Linked DNA regions of Mus musculus: region 2 is linked to region 1. The links are chromatin contacts, called in public promoter capture Hi-C maps. All regions are on one chromosome and are shown on one strand. Each heading gives the region's core, a stretch centred on a gene start, on an enhancer-like site or on the middle of the called end of the contact. The rest is flanking DNA. Distances are from core to core; before and after follow the strand shown.

What was found. Promoter capture Hi-C pulls out the DNA fragments that hold promoters and counts their contacts.
Region 2: a promoter capture Hi-C map of liver shows a contact between it and region 1, with 3 times the contacts expected there. The contact joins the promoter of Ddost here to the enhancer-like site in region 1. A contact is called at or near these places in 2 of 39 promoter capture datasets (liver and neural stem cells), 13 of 484 Hi-C or Micro-C datasets (CD8 T cells, the N1E-115 cell line, adipose-derived mesenchymal stem cells and 8 more), 4 of 115 datasets of contacts at active chromatin or transcription factors (bone marrow-derived macrophages, embryonic stem cells, large pre-B cells and 1 more) and 1 of 9 other capture datasets (embryonic stem cells).

What each region holds. Positions count from the first base shown.
Region 1 is chr4:137,835,652-137,843,305 of GRCm38.p6, forward strand. No RefSeq gene overlaps it. Among named protein-coding and RNA genes, the nearest start is that of Ece1, 23 kb to the right of the region's middle. Within about 2 kb of position 2,615, at least 35 of the 459 cell types and tissues checked have an H3K27ac peak or open chromatin away from gene starts, as enhancers often do. A contact at or near this core is called in liver, where this site is marked.
Region 2 is chr4:138,301,254-138,308,907 of GRCm38.p6, forward strand. Ddost (dolichyl-di-phosphooligosaccharide-protein glycotransferase) reads left to right here and starts at 3,485. Exons shown (of 11, transcript NM_007838.3): 1 at 3,485-3,785; 2 at 3,902-4,012; 3 at 6,990-7,076. The coding sequence starts at 3,626. It overlaps Kif17 (kinesin family member 17), which reads left to right. Exons shown (of 15, transcript NM_010623.4): 15 at 1-720. The coding sequence ends at 174.

The sequences.
Region 1 (7,654 bases), core at 1,365-3,864:
AGCGAGACGGGAAGAAGAGACACCAAGGGGGCCAAGTGTGATGGGCCCTTGTCCCCACCCCAGGGTCTCCCCGGCCCTCCACAGGCCCTATGCTACAGGTGCGGCTCTGGGTCTCTTGGAAGCTCCCAGTTCTCCTTTCCACACCCCATTTCCTCTTCTGCCCCGCCCCCTCCTCTGTGCCCCTGTGACTCCCTGATGTCAACTCTAACCCCCCAGTTCAGGTAGCCCTGCCAGCCTGTTTCATTCCCTAGCCCCTCCCACACAGATCAGCCTAGACTCTGTCCGCTCCTTTCTCCTCCCTAGCGGTTACATTCTTAAATCGAGCTGTTTCTTCGTCCACTTCCGCTACAGAGCCCCTGAACTCAAGTGTGGTACTTATTTCCCTTCTGGCTCATGAGCCACACAGATCAGCCTAGTGGCAGCTTCAGTCTTGTCCCCTGCATTGCTCTCTGGGTACCACAGCGCAAGGCTGCTCCGGTGTTCCTGTGTAGGTATCTGCTGCCCCTGCTGGTCAGTTTGTTATAAACACAGACAGCTTTCCAGGTCACCCTTCCCAACATTCAACATGGGGACGGGGTGGGAGGAGGGAGGCGTTGACAGCCAGACCAGACCAGATCCAGGAACCAGAAACTGTAATGAGTGGGGTTGTGTTTGTCCCCTTTTTTATAGGTTGGAAACTAAGATCTTAAGATAAAGTCATTTCATCAAGGGATAGAGCTAGACAAAATAAAATAAAATAAAATAAAATAAAATAAAATAAAATAAAATAAAAACCAGAGCATTTAGGACCAAAGCCAGTGCCTGTAGACATAATTACTCAGGAATTTGAAGCTGGAGGATGGCTTGAGCCAGAAGGACATAGATAGATAGATAGATAGATAGATAGATAGATAGATAGATAGATAGATAGACAGACAGATGACTGATAGATAACCCAGCTTTGCTTGGAGTTCAGAACCGCCTGCAGCTCCTTAGAAACTTTCCACTCTCCCAGAACTCTACTCCCAAGCATGGCATGCCTGTTCTTCTCTACTCTCAATGCGACACCTTCAGACTGTCCACACAGCACAGAAGGCTCTCTGCATTAGCATTAGCATCCTGCCGTAACGTCCCTTCCTGAGACAGCTGTGGTGGCAACCCACCTACAATCCCAGCACTTGGAAGTTAGAGGTGGCAAGCCATCACAGCACTTGGAAGGTGGAGGCAGAAGGATCAAAAGTTCAAGGTCATCTTTAACTACACAGCAAATCGAGCATCAGCCTCCGCAGCCCATCCTTCTACCCAGCCATTCCCCCATACCCTCTCCTACACACACAGTCTACCCCACACCCAACCCAAGCCCTCGCAAGTAGCTCATCTCAGGGGGTGGGGGGGGGTGGGAGGGGAAAGCAAAAGAGAAGAGCCTCCCTTGACCTGACCCAAACTGGAGCTGCCTGCCTATTTCCTTAGGAAGAAAGTCCTTAAGGGAAAGGGGGCAGGGAATGTAACTCATGCTGTAGCTCTTGTTGGTAGACACTTGTCTCGTGTGCACACATCCCGGAACTATAAGCTCACCATGGTGGGCTTATCTATCACCTATCTATCTGTCTATCTGTCTATCTTTCTATCTGTCTATCTATCTGTCTGTCTGTTTATCCATCTATCTATCTATCTATCTATCTATCTATCTATCTATCTATCTATCTATCTATCTATCATCTATCTATCTATCTAATCTACCATCTATCTATCATCTACCTATTATTTATCTACTTATCTATCATTTACCTATCATTTATCTACTTATCTAGCATCTATCTATAATCTATCATCTATCCATCTATCATCTACCTGTCATCTACCTACCTGTCATCTATCTATCTATCTATCTATCTATCTATCTATCTATCTATCTATCATCTACCTACCTATCATCTCTCTATCATTTGTCTGTCTCTGTCTGTCTGTCTATTACCTACCTATAACTACACACTGTAATCTCAGCACTCCAGAAACAGAGGCAGGAGGATCAGAAGTTCAAGATCACCCTCAGCTACACATGGAATTCAGTGTCAACCTGGACTACATGAGACTCTGTCTTATACTGGGGTGGGGGTGGGGGTGGAGGTGGGGAGGGATCCTGGGAATATGGGTCCATAGTAGAGTACTGACCCTGAGTTTGGCACCTGATGCCAATAATAAATAAACAAACAAACAAACAAACAAGCAAGCTTTGGGGAGGACTGCCCGTTTGTTTTCTTCTCCTTCAGCACGGGCTATTCTGGATTTTGTCCCATGCTTGCCAAGTCACGCTGACCGGATGTTCCCTAAGCCAGCAGCCCATGTCCTGCTGACTCAGTACACTTGACCTCTTGCTTGGCAGCCCTCAGCACCCGGGGATGAGAGTTCTGTCCTCTGTGGTCAGAGCTCCTCCTGGTTTTGTTTCCTCCCGTTTCTACTTCTCAGTCTCCTCTGCAGATCGCTGACACTCCCCAGCCCCGTCTCAGACCCTCCCCTCCATCCTGTTCTCTCCTAGGGTGTCCACAGAAGGACTAGCAGCCCTCCCATGCACGCCACCTCTGTGGGGTACCTCCGTTGCAGGGGGTGTGTTACTGGTTTACAGCAAGGTCCTCAAGGTGGCGCAGCCTACCTGTCTATCCTGCAGAGATGTGGAGGCCTTACTCTGACTTAGCCTTTCCTCTGATCCTAAGAGGGACATCCAGCTGCTTGCACTTCTCTCCTTAAATGTGGGAAGCCACATGTGCCGTTGCAGAGTGGCACTGACTACTGCTGGCCACCACACATAAGTTTGGACAAACAACCAATGTGTACATATGCAGTAAAGTTTTTTGCAAAGACACTGCCTGGCCCGGGCATGATAACGAGGCTTTGAGAGTATAACCAATCAGATGTGAGACATGCAAATGAGGTATGATAATGAGGCTCTGTGAGGTACAGAGAGAGTAGCCAATCAGATGAGGAACATGCAAATGAGGCGTAGTGCATAACCAATCCGGGTGTGAGACACGCCTCTCCTAGGCCTATATAAGCAGCACCAGTTCTGGGCTCGGGGTCTCTTCGCCTCTGCAATCAAGCTCTCCCAATAAACGTGTGCAGAAGGATCCTGTTGCAGCGTCGTTACTGCTGGCCAGTCCGGCGTGCCCAAGACTTAAACACATCTCACTCTCAGCCTGTCAGCTCAGATCTCCCCAGTCTGATACTCTAACACACTGCTCCATCCACAAACCCAGAGCTCATCAGGAAAACCTCCCTCTCCCTTGCCCTTATCCATCCACCCATCCATACCATGGTCTGCCCATGCCCACCTGTCTCACCCAAGCCTCCCCTGTACAGCCTCAATAGCAGCCCTGGGCAACCTGGCATGTTGCAGTAAATTAATTAAACTGTTGGCTCCTGGTGAGTCACTCGCACACTGCACTCACCCAAGAGCTCTCTGGATTTATGAATGAAGCACACACACACACACACACACCAGTTAATTTTGATATACCTTGACTAGCTCAATGGTTGAGCACTTCTAAATCTCCCCGTTGGCTTGACACCTTCTAAATCTATATTTTACCTTTTCTTCCCTGTTACCTTCTGGGCAGCAACTCCATAGGGCTGCATTCCCTTTCCACCTACATTGCTGGATGGTTTCTCTCCTGCAGCTCTTAAATCTGATCCCACAGCAATTCTCTCTTCTTCCCCTCTCTCTTGGTCCCTTGCCCGCACAATCTAAGATTCCCACTCTGTCTCTTTGCCCAGCTGTTGTCTGAATGGCAATTCTTTATTAGAACCAGCTGAGGGTAGGGACGCTCAGGTCTGCATGGCAGCTGATCCCCAACACTGCCACTGTCTCCAACTGTCCTCATTCAGTATGCTCACCACACAGCATCCGATGGATGCATGTGACTGTGACACATGGCAGCTATTTTTCTTCTGGATCAAGGTCTAAATCCTCAGTGCAGCCTGCAAGGCCACATACTCTGGCCCCTGACGCTTCTCTTGCCTCTTAGGCACTCCAGCACCATGGCCAGATCCACAACCTCCCTACTGCCCCACAACTTCTACTTCTACTGGATGCCAGGACCACCCTCTTCCCCTCCCTTCACCCAGTTAGCTCCTAACTGTCATGGCTCACCTCCAGGACTCCCTTGCCAGGGAGGCGCCACCTGATGATCCCGAGGCCAGGCCAACCATCTCAAGAAGCTTCGGTTCTTCTTCCAACACAATTCATCTTGCAACCCCTTCACTCATCCAGATGGCATCTAACAAATTCCCCAAACTCGCCCCTGGGTGGGCACACATCTGTGCTTGTTCGGAAGCATTTAGGACCTCAGGGGTGGGGGCGGGGCTAGCTACTGTGGCAGAAGGATAAAGGGAGTGAACCCAGCCTTTCCATCTGACTGCATAGTGAGTCACTTCAAGAAGAAGTTGGATAGCTGAAGACATGGCCTGGTGGTTAAGAGCACTGACTGCTCTTCCAGAGGACCCAGAAATGATTCTTAGCACCCACATGGTGGGTCACAACTGTCTGTAACTCCAGTTGCAGATAATCAATGCCCTGCTCTAGCCTCTAGTACATACACGCGGGCAAAATATGCATGCGCATGAAATAAAAGCCAATAGCATCCAGGGGCCGAGGAGATGGTTCTGTCTGTAAAGTGTTTGTCCCAAAGCACAAGGATCTGACTCACCCGCATGTACAAATCCGGACATGCAGGCACATATTTATTATCCCGGAGCTGTGGAGGCAGACACCAGCATCCCTGGGGCTCACTGGCCAAACTGCCTAGCCTACTTGGTGACTTCCACGCCAGTGAGAGACCCTATCTCTAAAGGAAGATGGTGTTAGCTGGGAAATGATGGTGTATAAGATTTTCTGCCTAAGCATCAGGACATCCTGAGGTCCCTGGTACCCACATAAGAACCAGGTATAGCCACATTTATGCCAATGCTTTGGGGGTGCAAAAAGCAGGATGGCTGGGACTTGTCAGCCACCAGCCTAACATCAGGTCCAGTGAGACACTGCCTTAAGGGACTAAGGGGCAGAATGACAGAGAAGGACATCTGATGTCCTTCTCTGTCCTCTGGCATCTCCATGCATACACACAAACATGCACACATGTGCACACACATGTAATACCCAAGTCATTCAGTCTGTCTAATTTCCTTCCTCCCTTCCTCTCTCCCTCCTCCCTCCCTCCTTTTCTTTTCCTCTCCCCTCCCTCCTCCTCCTCCTCCTCCTCTTCCTCCTCCTCCTCCTCCTCCTCCTCCTCCTCCTCCTCCTCCTCCTTCTTCTTCTTCTTCTTCTTCTTCTTCTTCTTCTTCTTCTTCTTCTCTCTCTCTCTCTCTCTCTCTCTCTCTCTCTCTCTCTCTCTCTCTCTCTCTCTCTCTCGGCAGAATCTCATGGTGTAGCTCTGACTAGCTTGGAGTTCTCTATGTAGACCAGGCTGGCCTAGAACTCAGAAACCCACCTGCCTCTGCCTCCTGAGTGCTGCAATCAAAGGTGTGTACCACCACGCTCAGCTTTCTTTCTTTACTTTTCTCAGTACCGAGGACTGAAGCTAGAGCCTCACTAAGACTAGGCCAGGGCTTCATCCCTGAGCTGTATCTGCAGCCTTCCTCCGCTTCTTCCTCCTCCTCTTCTTCTTCCCCCTCTTCTTCCTCCTTCTCTTCTTCTTCCTCCTTTTCCTCCTCCTTCTCCTCTTCCTCCTCTTCTTCCTCTTCCTTCTCTTTCTCTTCTTCTTCCTCTTCTATTTGTATTTCAAAACATTCTCAGTAGGTTGCCCAGGATCTCCTTGAACACACTCTCTTACTCTATCGCCCTTGCTGATCTTGAATTTATGCCTCAACCTCCCAGGTAGTGGGGATCACAGGCCAGAGCCACAAGGCCCCACTACCATTCTTCCTTTATTACAAAAGCCATGGATGATTGTTATAGAAAACAAACAAACAGGAAAGCACAGGCTTAAGCAGGAACATACGGTCCTGTGTGCACATTGCTTTGCAAACTGCTTCTCTTCCTGAAGGTACAGGAGCCACACATGCCAGCATCTACATTTCTGTTGTTCAGACATGATGACCTGTTGTCAGGTCATAGCAGTTTTCTGTTGTGTGATATGTATGTGGTATTCATGGTAGGCAGTACACAGGAATGTGTGTGGTGTCGGAGGCCAGAGGGTGCCCTCTCAGGGAACATTTCTTCTTCTTCTTCTTCTTCTTCTTCTTCTTCTTCTTCTTCTTCTTCTTCTTCTTCTTCTTCTTCTTCTTCTTCTTCTTCTTCTTCTTCTTCTTCTTCTTCTTCTTCTTCTCTTCTTCTTCTTCTTCTTCTTCTTCTTCTCTTCTTCTTCTTCTTCTTCTTCTCTTCTTCTTCTTCTTCTTCTTCTTCTTCTTCTTCTTCTTCTTCTTCTTCTTCTTCTTCTTCTTCTTCTTCCTCCTCCTCCTCTCCTCCTCCTCCTCCTCCTCCTCCTCCTCCTCTTCTCCCTCCTTCTGTTTTCTTTATTTTTTATTCACTTCACATCCTGATTGCTGCCCCCTCTCCCTGTCCCCCTCTCACACAGTCCCTCCCTCCTCCTCCTCCACTTCTCCTCTGAGAGGATGGAGGTCCCCTGTGTATCCCCCCACCCTGGCTCCCACATCAAGTCTCTGCACTGCTAGGGGCATCTTCTCCCACTGAGGCCAGACAAGGCAGCAGCCCTGTTAGGAGAACATATTTCGCTGACAGGCAATGGCTTTAGGGACAGCCCCTGATCTATCAGTTGAGGAACCCACATGCAGACAGAGCTGCACATCTGCTACATAGGTGCGGGGGACCTAGGTCCAGCCAGTGCGCTCTCTCTCTCTCTCTCTCTCTCTCTCTCTCTCTCTCTCTCTCTCTCTCTCTCTCTCTCTCTCTAGCTCACCAAGTAGGCTAGGCTGGTCAGCCAGGGACCTGCCAGTTTCTGTTTCCTCAGCACTGGGGTTGCAAGAGTTGCTCCATGCCCTGTTCTTCCTTCCTTCCTTCCTTCCTTCCTTCCTTCCTTCCTTCCTTCCTTCCTTCCTTCCTTCCTTCCTTCCTTCCTTCCTTCCTTCCCCCCTCCCTCCCTCCCTCCCTTCCTCCCTCCCTCTCTTAATTTTTAAGATAGGGCATCTCTGTTTAGCCCTGGATTGGGTTTTGTTGTTGTTGCTGGGTTTTGTTTTGTTTTAATGTGGACTTCAGCGATCAAACTCAGTTCCCCATGCTTATGAGGCAAGTATTTTCTGACCATCTTCCCGGCCCCAAAGATTTCTCTCTTTTACCAGTGTGTGCTTTGTATGCACATGTGCATGTGTGTGTGTGTGTGTGTGTATGTGTGTGTGCATACATTCATGTGTCTGTGTGTTCAAGTATCCTAGGAGCTTGGTTGTTATTTTTGTTTTGACACAGTCTCATGTAGCCCAGGCTGTCCTCAAACTCACCCTGTAACTGAGGATGGGCGAGAATCTATGGTCCTCCTGCCTCTGCCTTTCAGTCTACATGATGGTAGGGATGGAAGCCAGGGCTCCGTGCACACCAGGCAGGCACAATACCTCAGGCAGGCTGAGTGTCCACTGGGCAGGACATTCTGGCTTGGGAAGACTTGGATGGGTCCTAGATTCTGCCGCTCCTCTACCATCCATGGAGATTTCAAGAGCTTATTATGCAGGTCCC
Region 2 (7,654 bases), core at 2,235-4,734, 470 kb after region 1:
CACAACTCACCACCGGGGCTAAATTCCTCTCTGAGCAACAACTCTGCCTTGCCGCCCACCCAGACCCCGGAAATGCCCCAGCCCCGGCCCTTCCGCCTAGAGTCCCTTGACATCCCCTTCTCCAAAGCCAAGCGTAAAAAAAGCAAAAACAGCTTCGGTGGTGAGCCTCTGTGATCCAGCTGCCTGCTGCTATCTGCTTTCAAGAAACTTCCGAGTCCTCTCTGCAAAGCCCCAACCAGGCCTCTTCTCTCCTACTCCACAGTGTCCCCAAGCCCAAGGGGATCTTAGCCCTGGGAAGACACGTTCCCTTCCCTATTCCCTAGAGAACTCCCTTTGGCCCAGGGCCTGAGCTTTGTGGAAGTTGGACTACACTTCTCAGAGAGAGGCCTGCTCCAGCTATTCACAGGAGCCAATGTCCCTACTGACTTGCCTGCCACTGAGCCTACACTAGCCAGTGTGGGTCTACCTCCACGGGCTCAGATGCCCACCGATCTCCCCAGGCATTCTCATACAGAGCACAGAAGCTGCCAACCACACGGACAAAACTCAACATCTTGGTGACTTAAGATTTGGGCCTCTGTGATTGGCCCCTTCCAAGGGAACCTGTGACACACAGTGGACCTGGAGACAGCTGCTGTGCCTAGCCTACCCTTGGCTGGACAGCAGTCCAGAGAAGGTGATTTACAGAAAGCTGCCCAATAAACTGCCTTTTGGAATAAGCGCCCTTTCCCAACCCTCTGATGCTTCCTGGGGCCTGCCCTGCCATCCTGTAGAGAGACTGGGTCACTGCTTGCAGCAGCTCTAGAGGTTCTGTCACCAGCACAAGTGACTATACAAGCAGAACCATGCCTTGCTGAGGCAGAAATGGCCTGGTTTGTAGTGTGTGTATTTGTGTCCATGTATGTATGTATGTATGTATGTATGTATGTATGTATGTATTCATGTGTATGTGTGCATGTGTGTAGATCAGAAGGCAACCTCAGGTATCTTTTCTCAAGGACTCTGCCAATCGAGCTCTCTCTCCAGCTTCTGTGTGTGTGTATGTATATGTATGCACGTGTGTGTGTGTGTATATATATATATATATATATATGTGTGTGTGTGTGTGTGTATATGTACACGTGTGTGTATGTGTATATATATGTGTGTGTGTATATGTATATGTACACGTGTGTGTGTATGTATATGTACGCACGTGTGTGTGTGTGTATATAAATATTTTTTATGGGGGCACATGTGCTATGGTATGCATGTGGAGGTTGGATGGTGACCTGTGGAAGTCAGTTTCTTCCCTCTGCCATGTGGCCCCAGGGATTGAATCTATGTCATTAGGCTTGGCAGCAAGTGTCTCCAGCCACCAAGTACCTCCCCAAACCACCCAAGCACACTCCCCCCCTTTATTGTGTGTGCCTAAGTTGGGGACATGTGTCGTGATGCTTGGACGGAGAGGAGAGAGGCCAGCTTCCAGGATGGCTTCTCTCCATCCACGGTGGCTTCCGGGGATTGAGCTCAGGTTTGTGCAGCAGGTGTGGTTACTGCTGTCCTGCCAGGCTTCAGGGACCCGAACTGGAACTGTGTCCTGACATAGCCAGAAATGAATCCAGGTTGCCATGACAGCCCTCCCCTCTGTATTCCAGCATGACCTCGGTGGGCCCACAGTCAAGGGAGCTGACAGTTCCTCACCACCTCGATAAACGAGAGCTGCACCCACTTCGTGGTATTCTGTGAAGGGTTAGAGTATGTGCTAGCTCTGTACTGAGCTACTCTGCCCTCCTCCTTATACCAGAGACTTTGGTAGGCCTTACTTACTCTTGGGCCAAGGAGTTTTCACTGAAGCAGCCAGGGTACAGGGTCAGACTACCAAAGGCCACTGCAGTAGCACCAGTCAGGGGAGGTTGCTCAGGTTTCTGAGGGAATAAAGCCCCACCCACCACCATGGAAAAGCAAAGATACAGATCTCAGGTGGGAGTCCTGGGGAGGGCGGGCACCTGTGGAGGGAGCTGAAAGGGCAACAGGTGCAGATGGGCAACTCAAGGGTGTGTGCGAAGGTTGGCAGTACTCAGAGCAGAGAGCAGAGGCGGTTGAAGCTATAGGGAGAGGTGTAGGTGGGTACCTTGAAAGGGTGTCCTAACAATGGCACATCCCTAAAGTCAGTGTCACTGAGTGGTGTGGTTGGGCTTCAGAGAAGTTTAGGAACGATAATTATTATATGGAGACGGTCACATCCAGCTGGCCTGGGACTTGCATGTAGCTGAGGACAACTTTGCACTAATTATCCTGATGTTTGTATCTCGAGTGCTGAGGTTACAGCTGCCAGCTGCCATGCCTAGTTTTCTATGATACTGGGCATCAAACCCAGGCCTTCCTGCAATCTAGATAATGCATGCATCTTACCCACTGAAGTACACATCCCTAGACCTCTACGTTTTATTTCTGTCCTGAATCTTGGGTTGGTGTGTGTGTGTGTGTGTCAGAAGACAACTTGCAGAAGGCCGTTCTCTCCTTCCACCGTCTGGGGCCCAGGGATTGAACTCACGACGTCAGTCTTGGTGGCAAACAAGCACCTTTATCAGCTGAACCATCTTGCTGGCACCCCATGTTGGCTTATAGACAATTCCGCTAGGCACCACGCAGCAGCTTGGGTAGCCGCCAGCCAGGTGCGAGCCAGGCGTGTAAGGACTCCTCTCGGCTAACCTGCCTCTCTCCCTATCTCCTATTCTCTCCTCTCTCCCCCCAGATGTTCTCAGCTGGCCTCTTCTCTACCATTCTCTGTTCCCCTTTTCGGTCTCTACCCCGTCCCAAGTCCCCTTCCCTTCCACCGACGATAAATCGTCTTTACACTAGGTCTGTCGCGTGGCTTGATTGTTCAGGGGATCACCTTGGCCGGCCAGCCAAGTTGCTCCCTCCCGCCGCATTATACCAGCTCTCAATATGTGACCCCAGCAGGCCTGGACTCACTATGTGGACCAGGCTGGCCTCGAAGTCACAAAGATCTGCCTCTGCCTCCCACTCGAGTGCTGAAATTAAAAGCACGAGCCACCAATCCTGGTTGTGAAGAGCCTTTTGATCACTAACCTTCTCCTTGGCCATCCACCCTGTTTCGGGCCTGGCCAGAGCCTATTTCCCCACCTCATTGCTCTCAAGAGATAAGGGCCTGCTTCCGAGCCCGTTAGACTAGCGACAGGCGAGGAATTCACCCCTATCTGGTCCTGGTAATGACAACTGCGTCCTGGGGGAAAAGGGGCGGCTGCCTAGGAAACGGAAAATCTGGAGACGCTAGAGGAGAGTTTGAGAGATGTGGCGGGAGCTAGCCTGGGCGGAGGCAAAGGGCGCCCGGCTTTGTTGATTGGCAGCAGCTACGGAGCTGTCTCTCTTGGATTGGCCCTTTTCCATGGGGGAGGCGGAGCCTCAAGTGCGTTTCGCCAATAAGGTACAGAGACTCGGCCTCCGGAGGGCCACTTCCGGTGGCGTTCCCTGCTTCTTGGTCCGTCCCCGCAGCGGCGTGGGCCGCGGGGCCACGGAGTACCCGGACCGCTTCCAAGTGGTACTCCGCCGCTGCGAGCGGCCATTGGGCGGCCGCGAGGGACGCTTCCGGTGCCCAGGTGCTGGCCTGGGCTGCTGGGAGATGAAGATGGATCCCCGCCTCGCCGTCCGCGCCTGGCCCCTCTGCGGGCTGCTGCTGGCCGTGCTCGGCTGCGTCTGCGCCAGCGGCCCCCGCACCCTCGTGCTGCTGGACAACCTGAACGTGCGGGACACGCACTCGCTGTTCTTCCGCAGCCTGAAGGGTGAGCGCCGAGCAGAGCCGAGGGAATGGCCCGGGTTGGGGCGGAGACGGCAGCCCCCTCCGAGGGCTGCAGCAGGGATTCCTCTCCTGACCGGGTTCCGGGTTTCTTTCCTCCAGACCGGGGCTTTGAGCTCACCTTCAAGACCGCAGATGACCCCAGCTTGTCCCTCATTAAGTACGGGGAGTTCCTCTATGACAACCTTATCATCTTTTCCCCGTCGGTGGAAGGTAAGGGCGCGCGTCGCCCCTCGAAATGGGATTGGGGGGGCTCAGGAGACGGCTGTCTTCTTGTTCCTGGGCATGTTCTGGGTCTTGGGGTGAGTTTCGAAGTATAGTAGAGGAAAATGTTAATTGCAGCTTGGGCCTCGGAGATTTCATCCGTCAAAAAGATACAGCTAAGGATAGAGTGCCAAATGTCACCCGTAGACATTTCGCTTCTGGAGAAGGGGGTTTTCTCTAACAAGGGTCCTGATAAAGAAACTCTTGATTTGACTTGCTTGTGTACAAAGATTTGTCACATTATTAACATGGATTGCTGTAAAAAGTCATTCTGCAGGTCATAAGAATACAAATAGATACATACCCATCAACCCTTAAGGCCTGATGGATGTGTTTTGGCTGACCAACACAAGGCTAGTTGGTATTGGGGGTGGTGGGAAATATGCATGTATGTGAGGTTGTGCACACTTCTGTGGACGTGTAGAATCGGGTCACCTACTCTGTCACACTCCTCACTCCCTTAAGCCAGGGTCTCTCACTGAACCTGAAGCTTGCCATTTTGACTAAGCAGGCTGGACAGTGAGCTCTCAGATCAGTCTCTGCCTCCTGATGCTTGGGTAATAGGCACCGCTTGTCATTCCCAGCCCTTACTGGAGACTTGAACCCAGTGACCGACCTGTGGCTGCCTGCTAAGCCATCTCACCAGCCCTCAGAGACTACTGAATGGAGTGAAGATCTGTAACTTACACTTAACTATTTCTGTCTTACAAGGCAGTTGAGTCCACCACTAGACATTTCTGTTAAGATCTACTGAGCTGAACTTTGTCTCTCTCTTCCATGTGTATATTTGGAGAAGTGTTCTTAACTCCCTTGGGCCTGTGAGTCTGGTGTCCCCAACCGAGAATAGATGACATGAGAGTCTCATATTTTTATCTTGCTGAGATGCTTGCCCTTCCCATAGCTTTAGCCACTTCCTATGTATTTTCACTAACTAGCTATCTCCAGTTCCTTTGGCAATTTTCTTTTCTTTTCTTTTCTTTTCTTTTCATTCATTCATTCATTTTTTTTTTTTTTTCAAGACAGGGTTCCTCTGTATAGCCCTGGCTGTCCTGGAACTCACTTTGTAGACCAGGCTGGCCTCGAACTCAGAAATCCACCTGCCTCTGCCTCCCAAGTGCTGGGATTAAAGGCGTGCGCCACCACCTCCTGGCTCTTTTTGCTTTTTTAAACACTTTAAAAAATATATAACTTAGTTGTTTTTGCTTTACATATATTGGTGTTTTGAATGCATGTATGTCTGTGTGAGGGTGTTGGATCTCCTGGAACAGGAGTTACAGACGTGCTAGGAATTGAAACCAGGTCCTCTGGAAGAGCAGCCAGTCCTCTTAACCACTGAGCCATCTGTCCAGCCTGACAATTTCTTATGTGTGTGTGTGTGTGTGTGTGTTTGTTTGTTTGTTTTGCATGGATATTTGGCCAGCATGTATGTCCCACCATGTTTATGCCTGATGCTTTCAGAGGCCAGAAGAGGGTGGTGGATCCCTTTGGACTGGAATTGCAGACAGTTGTGAGCTGCTGTGTGGGTGCTGGGAATTGAACCCTGGTCCTCTGGAAGAGCAGCCTGCGTGCTTAGTCACTGAGCCGTCTCTCCAGCCCTGGCCGTTTCTTTTGCTTTTTTGGTGAATGTGCTAGGTAGTTTTTCCGTTTCATCTTTGGCCCAGGCTGTCCCTGTCTGGGGTAAGATGTCCCTGCCATTCTCTACTTCAGTTAAACACGGATGGCCTTTTGTTTCCCCTGGCAGCTACTTTGTATTCTGTAGTTCACACAAGAGTGGGTTCTGCCAGCTGTCTAAAGTGCCAGTCCCCCCAGCCCCACCCCCGGCTCCTGCTGTCTCCCTTTAGGTCCCATGGAAAGCCCCTCCCCTGGTGCCCCAGCACCTACTCCTGGTTTAGGATGCTTTCACAGCCTGGCACAGTGCCTTCTGACCTACATGCTACCTGTACCCAGCTCCACCTTGGGACCAAGGAAGTCATGTTGTTCTCCAGCTCAGAATGCTCCATCCAGTGCCTTCCACCAGTCCCAGCCTTCCAATAACTGGCTACCTCACCTCACTCCTGGCCTCCTGTCCAGCCCCGTAGCTCACCCTACCTGGCAGACTTGACACTGCCGTTGTTCACTCTGCCTGTGTGCTCTTCCACCACGCTGCTGCCCGGCTAACCCTTCCATCTTTGCATGTGTCACTGGACAATGGCTCTCCTCACTAACACAGTGTCTCCCTTCCCTCATTTTCCCTTTCATTGTTCCCAGCCCATAGGAAATACTTAGCAAGGAAGTGGACTTAGGTTAAACACCAGACTCACTGTGGAGAGAACCCTAGGGCTCAGCAAGCCACACCTGGTGCTGGTGGCAGCAGTGGTCAGTCACTAAGTGAACTGGACAGAGCCTCAGCGGTCAAATGCTGGGGGCCAGCAAGCCATTTGGGTGATGTTTAAAGCACTGAATGGTTGTGCTGTGGATAATGGGAACAAGGAAGCCGTTAGTGTTAGGCCAGTGAGCCTTACGATCAAGTGAGTGTCGTCTGTGTATTCTGTGGTACTTCCTCAAACAGCTTAGGTGGAGCGACATTGATAGACTACTGGAGGGTGGCCCAGGCATGGTGCCAGCGATGGCGAAGGCGCATCTGAGCATTTGAACAGCAGTACTGTGAAGTGTGGGTGGGGCTGTTGAGCGTTTTTGAGTGAATAGATGTGGCTTGGAATGTGTGCTGTCACGTCAACAGATGTGACCAGGACGCGTTTGGTAATTGCATCTGAGTGCCAGGGCATTGCTTCGATCATGTGGGTTTGTGCCATGTAACAGGTGTGGTAGATTCACCCACCCTCTCATTTTGGGAGCTCTGGCTGCTCTGGGGGGGTCTGTTACCTCCATGCAGGTGTCAGAGGGGGACAGGGTGCCTATAGTGACTGTGTCTGGGGCCTTCTTGCAGATTTTGGAGGCAACATCAACGTGGAGACCATCAGTGCCTTCATTGATGGTGGCGGCAGCGTTTTGGTGGCTGCCAGCTCTGATATTGGTAAGTCTGCCCTAGGAAGTTGCAAGTCTTTGCACCCGTTCCCATGGAGCTCAGAGAGCTTTGCATGCAGGAGATGCCAGCGTGGCACTGGCCGGGGAGGCAATGAGAGATGCAGTGGCCCTGGGACCCTTACGGGTGTGGTATGAATTTATAATCCTAGCAAGCCCGTATAAAAGACACACAGTCCAGGTGTCTTATTTACAAGCCGCGAGCCTAGACTGGGCAGATCTAACATTTTCCCCAGCTGTAGGTCCCTTGTTACTTGTTGCTTCTCCTGTCCTTGTGGTTCTGGGTCATGGAGGCTGCTTCCTCCTCTGTCTCACTGCCTGCAAACCCCTCAACTCAAATCTCCAGTCCCACTTTTCTCCCTCCCCTGCCCAATCACAGGCTCTAGCCTTTTACTGACCAGTGAACTTGTCGAGAAAGTTCACACGGCATCACTTGAGTCCCTGAGGATCTGTTCATTGGGGGGAACCACATCTTGAGGAACCAAAATTTGGTGTTAGAATCTAAGCAGCATCAGAAGAACCCACTATGGGGGAACCAGGAAGTCAGGCAGGCAGTGGGTGGAGTTAGTT